Linked DNA regions of Bombyx mori: region 1 is linked to region 2. Evidence: chromatin contacts called from public Hi-C data. All regions are on one chromosome and are shown on one strand. Each heading gives the region's core, a stretch centred on a gene start, on an enhancer-like site or on the middle of the called end of the contact. The rest is flanking DNA. Distances are from core to core; before and after follow the strand shown.

Region 1 (3,512 bases), core at 314-2,813, 50 kb before region 2:
TCGACGTAACCGAATGTCGTCCTCGTTAACACTGGAATTCCTTCTGTATTTAGTGATATCAACTTTTGGGAATTCAACTGTGTTTATGATGTTGTCTTCGGAGTCAGCATTATGCAAAACGTTTTGTTCCTTGTTCTCTTCTGCATTTATTTCACTCGATTTTATTTCTAAGTTTTGTTCTTCAGCTGTAACTTCCGGCGTTTTAACCTCATTTTTTACTATGTTATTGTTTTCCGAGTCCTCTGGCTCCGCAATATGAAGATTTATTTCGTCTGTGGTCTTTCTCTGTACATCTTCATCTTCGACAATCTTAAGTTCAATCTTCAGGTTCATATCCTCTAATTCCAAATCAGTTTCCGTTTTGGATTGTGTGTTCGTTTCAGTTTCACTAATGTTCAATTCCGAAATTTCGCTGTTCACCTGCAGATAAGTCGATAGTATTACTGGTTGGTCTTAGGTTTTATCTTACTAAATCCTTAGATATGATTTAGAAATCAATTTATCAGTACTAAGTGTACTCTAAGTAAGCGCTAGACATATATACAATATACCTTTTGCAAACTACATATTGCTATAGATGCTCAGATTATTATTAAATTTAGACTTTAACTAGGTATCTGTCAATAGTGTATTTCTCTATTAACTCTACCAGTAAATTGCTAGTAATTTTTAATGAATGTAGCATCCACGCTGCCTTTGATAGTTGTTGTTTCGAGACTATTTCCATGTATGTATGTATATTGGCTTTCCACAGGATTCCCTACTCCCCCACGATAATTATCTTCCACATCGATGACACGCTCTCTTTGAATTGTATGATCTCACCATATAGATTTTCTCCACACATTTTTACATGTTTGAAAATAATTGTTAGAATTACCGTTACGTCTGCGGAGGCAGGGGCCGGTGGTAGAGGGGCTCGTTTCTTTTTGCGTCGCGACGCGCGGATCGGCGGCACAGGATCCTCGTCAAATGGGTTTGTACTTGCCACGCTTAGTCTAGACCCAGTAACCTCACTGCGGGCCATTCTTGGGGTAGCGCTGTATTATCAAATATAAATTATTTAATCACATTCATTTTATTAATTTTTTATTATTTATTATTACACATAATTATTAAATTATATAATATTATTACTTATGATTTATTATTTTAGGATTTATTCTTTCAAACTAGATCTTCTTGTACTATGGGAACCGGAGACATATATAAACATATAAGCACATATAGATATTAAACACACAGACAAAGGGCAAATAAAGCTCTCCGTCGCATGAATGTATAGGTACCTAATGTGGGAATCGAACCCACGGCCATCGGGTCAACAGTCAAGGTCGCTATGTACTGAGCCACCGGGTTAGACAACATAATAATACCTAGGATTGTTGAGCTTGAGAAAGGAATTGCAACCAACCAAATCCATAGATTTGACTTTCTTGGTTTCGAATTACAGCTCTGATTTACGCGACTTTACTTTCCTTGTTTGTGCAGTTTAAGACACATATCATTCATAGGCCTAGACTAGTCATGCCTCGCTTGTTGATTAGCGGTATCGGAGCTCATACTAATCATAGCAACGTGAATTTTCAACACTACTATGGCAGCACTGGAATGCAAAGGACACTTCGTACTAGAACGTATGATTGATCGACCTTAAAAATAGGCTAAACGATGATACACAGCCACAATAATAGTTACACCAATTTAATTTCACGACGTCATTCATGGGAGGAGTTATATTGCAGATAAATTAGGAAAATTAGTGCCTGCCTAAAGATGGAACCAGAACGCATCTATAATCATGTCACAACATAAAATATAATAATTATTACCTATATGTATAGTACAATAATATACCGAGCATCATACGTAATAAGCAATGGAAGCTTAATAGTTCTTATGCCACGTCATTACTAGAAATAGGAAAGGAATTTATAGTAAGTTGACTTCACAAAATTACGAACAAATTTACAGCACTAAACTTTTATAGTTTTGAAATTGGATTTTACAATTTCTATTGACTAAGAACCTGGTTGTGTATTACTTACACAATGTATTAAAGTAAACAACCTTAATAATATGGTATTTGTTACCTAAGCGAATTAGTATCATATTGACTGGAACTTCGCAATCTTTCTTGGAACCTTGAACGTGGTAGCGGAGTGACGGACCCTCCGTAGACGTAACGTTCTGGTGAGCCCACAGTACTTCGATTGCCTGGAGTCATCGACGAATCTAAAAATAGAGCGTATTGATTTTTTTTTTATTGCTTAGTTGGACGATCGAGCTCACAGCCCACCTGGTGTTAAGTGGTTACTCGGGTCCATAGACATCTGCAATATAAATGCGCCAACCACCTTGAGATATAAGTTCTAAAGTCTTAGTAAAGTTACAACGGCTGCCCCCTCCTTCAAACCGAAACGCATTACTACTTCACGGCAGAAATAAGTAGTGTGGTGGCACCTATCCGCGCGGACTCACAAGAGGTCCTACCACCAGTAAATGAATAAGAATTTTACATTTACATCTGTATCAAACTGGCTATCTTTCTATCAACCCACAGTCGTCCACTGCTGGACATAGACCTTCCAATCCTCGCCACAATAGATGCAAACAGCGCAGGACCGATCAAACTGGTTAACCTACGAAAATTAGTTGCTAGTATTAATTGAAAGACTTATTGCAACTTCAAAATAATATGCTTGAAATTACTTGACTATTTATTTTACAATAATTATTTGCCAAGTTACATTTGAAACTGTAAGCACCAATAATATCTTCAAAAGACCTTGAGTGATTACTTTATTTTTAGATAGTGATGTTCTGGATCATGTCTCGAAATGTGTCTCATGCGTCAATAGTTTTATGATATGTTTTACGTAGGAGTAGCATGTGTCTTAATAGTGAAATTAACAACTGCATGTGTGATATTGTAAGTATAGCTTATAAACATATTTTATGTAGTGTCATAGCGCACAATGTAAATATTTTGTATACTCACAATGCATAGCTCGCCTGAATAAAATCGGACTGGAATCTCCATTGGCCTGATTTGTTTTGGATTTTTCTTGTGTTTGACTACCTTTTTTGCCTTTCTTTAAAAACGATCTAAAGGCCCTGAAACAAATCAATGAGAACTTACATGAGCATTACATGGTAAATTTCAAAAAATAAAATATGTAGTTCTTTAGAATATTGTTTAGAATACTCATTCTTGCATTAGACATCATTCTAATCGATTCACAATTCTAGGAATATATTTCTCAGAATATATACATACATTACTGGTGGAAGGACCTCTTGTGAGTCCGCACGGGTAGGTAGGTGAGGCAGCCGTTGTAACTATACTGAGACCTTAGAACTTATATCTCAAGGTAGGTGGCGCATTTACGTTGTAGGTGTCTATGGGCTCCAGTAACCACTTAATATCAGATAGGCTGTGAGCTCGTCCACACATCTTAGCAATAAAAAAAAAAAAAATAGTTTTGAGTGACTACTCTCGGACCGGTAGG
Region 2 (3,462 bases), core at 94-2,593:
TTTTAATTTAATTAATTTACCCAACTCTGCAATACCTAAATCAGTCACAGCTCGACATCTTTGAATATTGAGGTTTTCTAAGTTGACTAGATTTTTACAAATATATACAAGGGACTGATCTGTAACTCTAGTACACAGTCCAATATCAAGTTCCTTTAAGAAGATCTGGTGGCTTGTAAGTGATAAAATGCCTGTATTAGTGAGTTGATCACAAGCATGCACTTCCAGTGATTCTAATTGAAGATTTTTTATCTCTGATAAAGTTTTAAGAGCAGCACCATCAATTAGTGTATTAGAAAACAACAGTCGTTTTATTTTGTCAGCTCTGGAGATTATCATTTGATGAATAAAATGAAAAGTTAAAACACTCTCTGATGGATTCTGAAAAATGTCTGTTCCATTTGGATAGAACTTTTTGACAAGACCTAGATGAAATTGTAGAGAACATCCAGATAGATTAAGTTCCTCTAATCCAGGAGATGCTGATATAAATCTATTAAATAAAGCATCAGTTAAGTACTGATTTCCAGATAAGCTGAGACATTTCAAATGTTCAAGTTTAGTAACTAAAAGACCTTCTGTTTTTCCTTCAAGCAATCGACCAGACATAAATAGTTCTTTGCAACTCTTAATGTGCAGCTCTTTTAAATTAGTACAATTTTGTAAAATATGAACAAATACCTTTTCATTTACATCACAGCTTGTCAGAGATAAACATTTTATGTTTTCTCCTATTTTGATCCAAAAATCATTTAACTTGCTTGATAATTCGACTTCGTTGAAAAAAAAGTTATGGTATGATGTAAAAGAATTTTCAAATATTTGGATTGGTGATGAGTTTTCATCATTAATTACTGATTTATAAAATATAACTACTTTGTTTTTCAGAAAATGTTGATCATTTGCTGCTATATACCACGAACGACATGTTTCACTCGCTGATTTTCGATCAGATTTTGGGAGAAATCTTAATAAATACACTAAAATCTGGAAATGGAAACAGAGACATCAAAAATGTTATTCAACGATCCACAACAACAATAAATTTTAGTAATCTTGCGAACGAAAATTCCTTGTAATAAGATATCATTAAAATCACGTGAAAAATATTATGTAAAGGTGAACAAAGGAAAATAACTTTAAACTACAATTGATTCTATAATCTTAGTAATAAAATGTAATCATTACCTCATAGGGAAGTTCCATTTTAAATTTTTTCAATTAATTTACGCACAGTTTCTGTTACATGTGTATTGCTAATTTAATAAATATTTCATTTTAGTGCTCATATTTTGTAGCACTTCCTTCGTCCTTGACTTTGACTGACATATATTAAATATTAAGGTATTATCTCAGTGTATTATCTATGCTAGCGATAGACATTGACAATATTGACATTTCAATTTCAAAAGTTGAGTAGGTACGGTAGCTGAATCATAGACCTATATATCGTAAACCTTAGGTTTCTTACTTATCAATTTATATTTTACTCAATGAATGTTTCACTCGATCATGGCTACTATTATTCGATCTTTAGTAGTTTGTTTGTAAGAACACATACCACATAGTCGTAGGTTGTTAATATCGTGTTCCGTTTAGGCTTATTACTGTCTGTAATCTATGCAATAATGATAGGATGGTAATAGAAGACTTTTTGGCGGGAACGCGAGGAGTGAAGTTGTGTGATTTGTTTTATTTTGTCTATTTAGTGTTTCTTCAGGTTTAAATGTGTAATAATGGTGGTTTATTAACCGTTTAATATCTGTGAAAGTGCACAAATGTGGGAAAATGAAACAAAGCTGCTGGACGTAACTTCTCGTGTTCCTCCAAAAAGTCCACTGAAAAAATCTCAGTAAATGACCACCATTTTACTGCGATTATATTTCATCCCATATCATTTCGTTTCATTAAATTTCATCCCAGTTGATTAATGTCTCAAATTAATCATCTTCATTTCATTTCACTCCATATTATCATTTTTCATAAAATTAAGAATTTAAAGTAAAATAAGACATGACTTAAAGGTCTTAGTTACCAGGTCATAAAATCTCTTAAAAAAAAAAAAATGGTAATAGAAGGTGATGTTAGAATATAACTTACCAACAGTAATTATGCAAATTTTATAAATGTTTGGTGTTTGATTTTATTATACAACGCTAGAACTTCATCTTCGTAAACAAAATGCCACTATTTAAATCCAGGTCTAAAAATTAATTTTCATTTATTACAATATATTATTATGTACTTTGCTATATGAGAAGTATTGAGAAGTGAATTAGAGCGGAATGGAGTGAAGACGATTTATTTGAAATTGATAATAGGATGAAATGGAATGGAATAAAACGAGATGAGATAAGATGAAATAAAATGAAATAATATCTCAGTTTAATAGTGGGGGTAATAAATTGAGACATAAATAGATTTTTTTGCAAGAATCCAAAAAGTCACGTTTAGTAGTTTCTTTAATTTTTTCCACCTTTAAGTATTTGTGCTATGCAATTATTAACTCACCGCATATGTATGATATAATCATTTGAATTTAAAGAAACAATTAATAAACCAATTAATTCACATAACTTTTTGAGGCGTAGAATCAAGATTTACTATATTGTCCGTTTGATCTGCTAAGAAATCGTTAAGGATCAGGACAGTAAATATATAAGCAGACCTATCCAGATTGTGCAGTACTATTGATAATTTATTGTTTCATTACTCTTAATTTAGACCTGTTTGAGGTGCTATTTTGAATTAGTGCTCACTAGTTGTTTCTCTGAACAACTCAAAAGCGTTGTGTGTAAACTGTTTATCAAAGAATTTTCGGAGACCCAACTAAATTTAACAGCAACTCTTCAGGCATCAAGCATGCAAAACTGGCTAGTCGCTAAGCATTGTATCGCTAGGCGTCGGGCATGAATGGCCCTATATTCTATGGGAGTTATTTAGAATAGCTTTAATATTTTTTATTCTACACATTTTATTTAAATAAGTTTGATTTTAAATATTCTAGACATTTTATACGTTCGTATAACGTTTGGTTGGTCCAACATAGCATAGGTACCTGGTTTAATGAAATCTTTGTGATAGATGTTTTGACCCAACTATAGTAGAATTGAGGCCTATAAAATCAAAGGCAGCTAAACGCTTTAACGTCGTAAAATGGATTAACAATGACGCTATCTTGTTTAGTTAGTTGAACACGCTTTAAGTGTTCGATTAGTGATTTTTTCTTTCATTTTTATCACTAACCCACAAAATGACAAAACTAAATACATTATCGATAACGCTTATCGACAACAATAATGCGCATCACTATGCCCGTCCATAAGGCTCGTGAGTGGAAGAGAGAGCGAAATACTCGCTTCACCGCTCCGATTTTTTATGACCCAAACTGCACAGACAAAATAATTCTAATATAGTAAAATTAGCAGCATACCGAATGTATGCTGAAATCACAGACAAGTA

What was found. A called contact is a pair of places that touch in the nucleus more often than the background predicts.
Region 1: a Hi-C map of middle silk gland shows a contact between it and region 2, with 2.8 times the contacts expected there. The contact joins the enhancer-like site here to the promoter of LOC101743040 in region 2. A contact is called at or near these places in 3 of 7 Hi-C or Micro-C datasets (middle silk gland, posterior silk gland and whole pupa).

Annotation. Positions count from the first base shown.
Region 1 is chr5:10,648,027-10,651,538 of ASM3026992v2, reverse strand. LOC101742602 reads right to left here. Exons shown (of 5, transcript XM_004930103.4): 2 at 3,002-3,117; 3 at 2,094-2,235; 4 at 881-1,040; 5 at 1-420. Among protein-coding and RNA genes, the nearest start is that of LOC100620062, 9.9 kb to the left of the region's middle. Within about 2 kb of position 1,563, at least 2 of the 8 cell types and tissues checked have open chromatin away from gene starts, as enhancers often do.
Region 2 is chr5:10,597,517-10,600,978 of ASM3026992v2, reverse strand. It overlaps LOC101743040 (F-box/LRR-repeat protein 14), which reads right to left and starts at 1,343. Exons shown (of 3, transcript XM_038011354.2): 1 at 1,189-1,343; 2 at 1-987. The coding sequence starts at 1,206.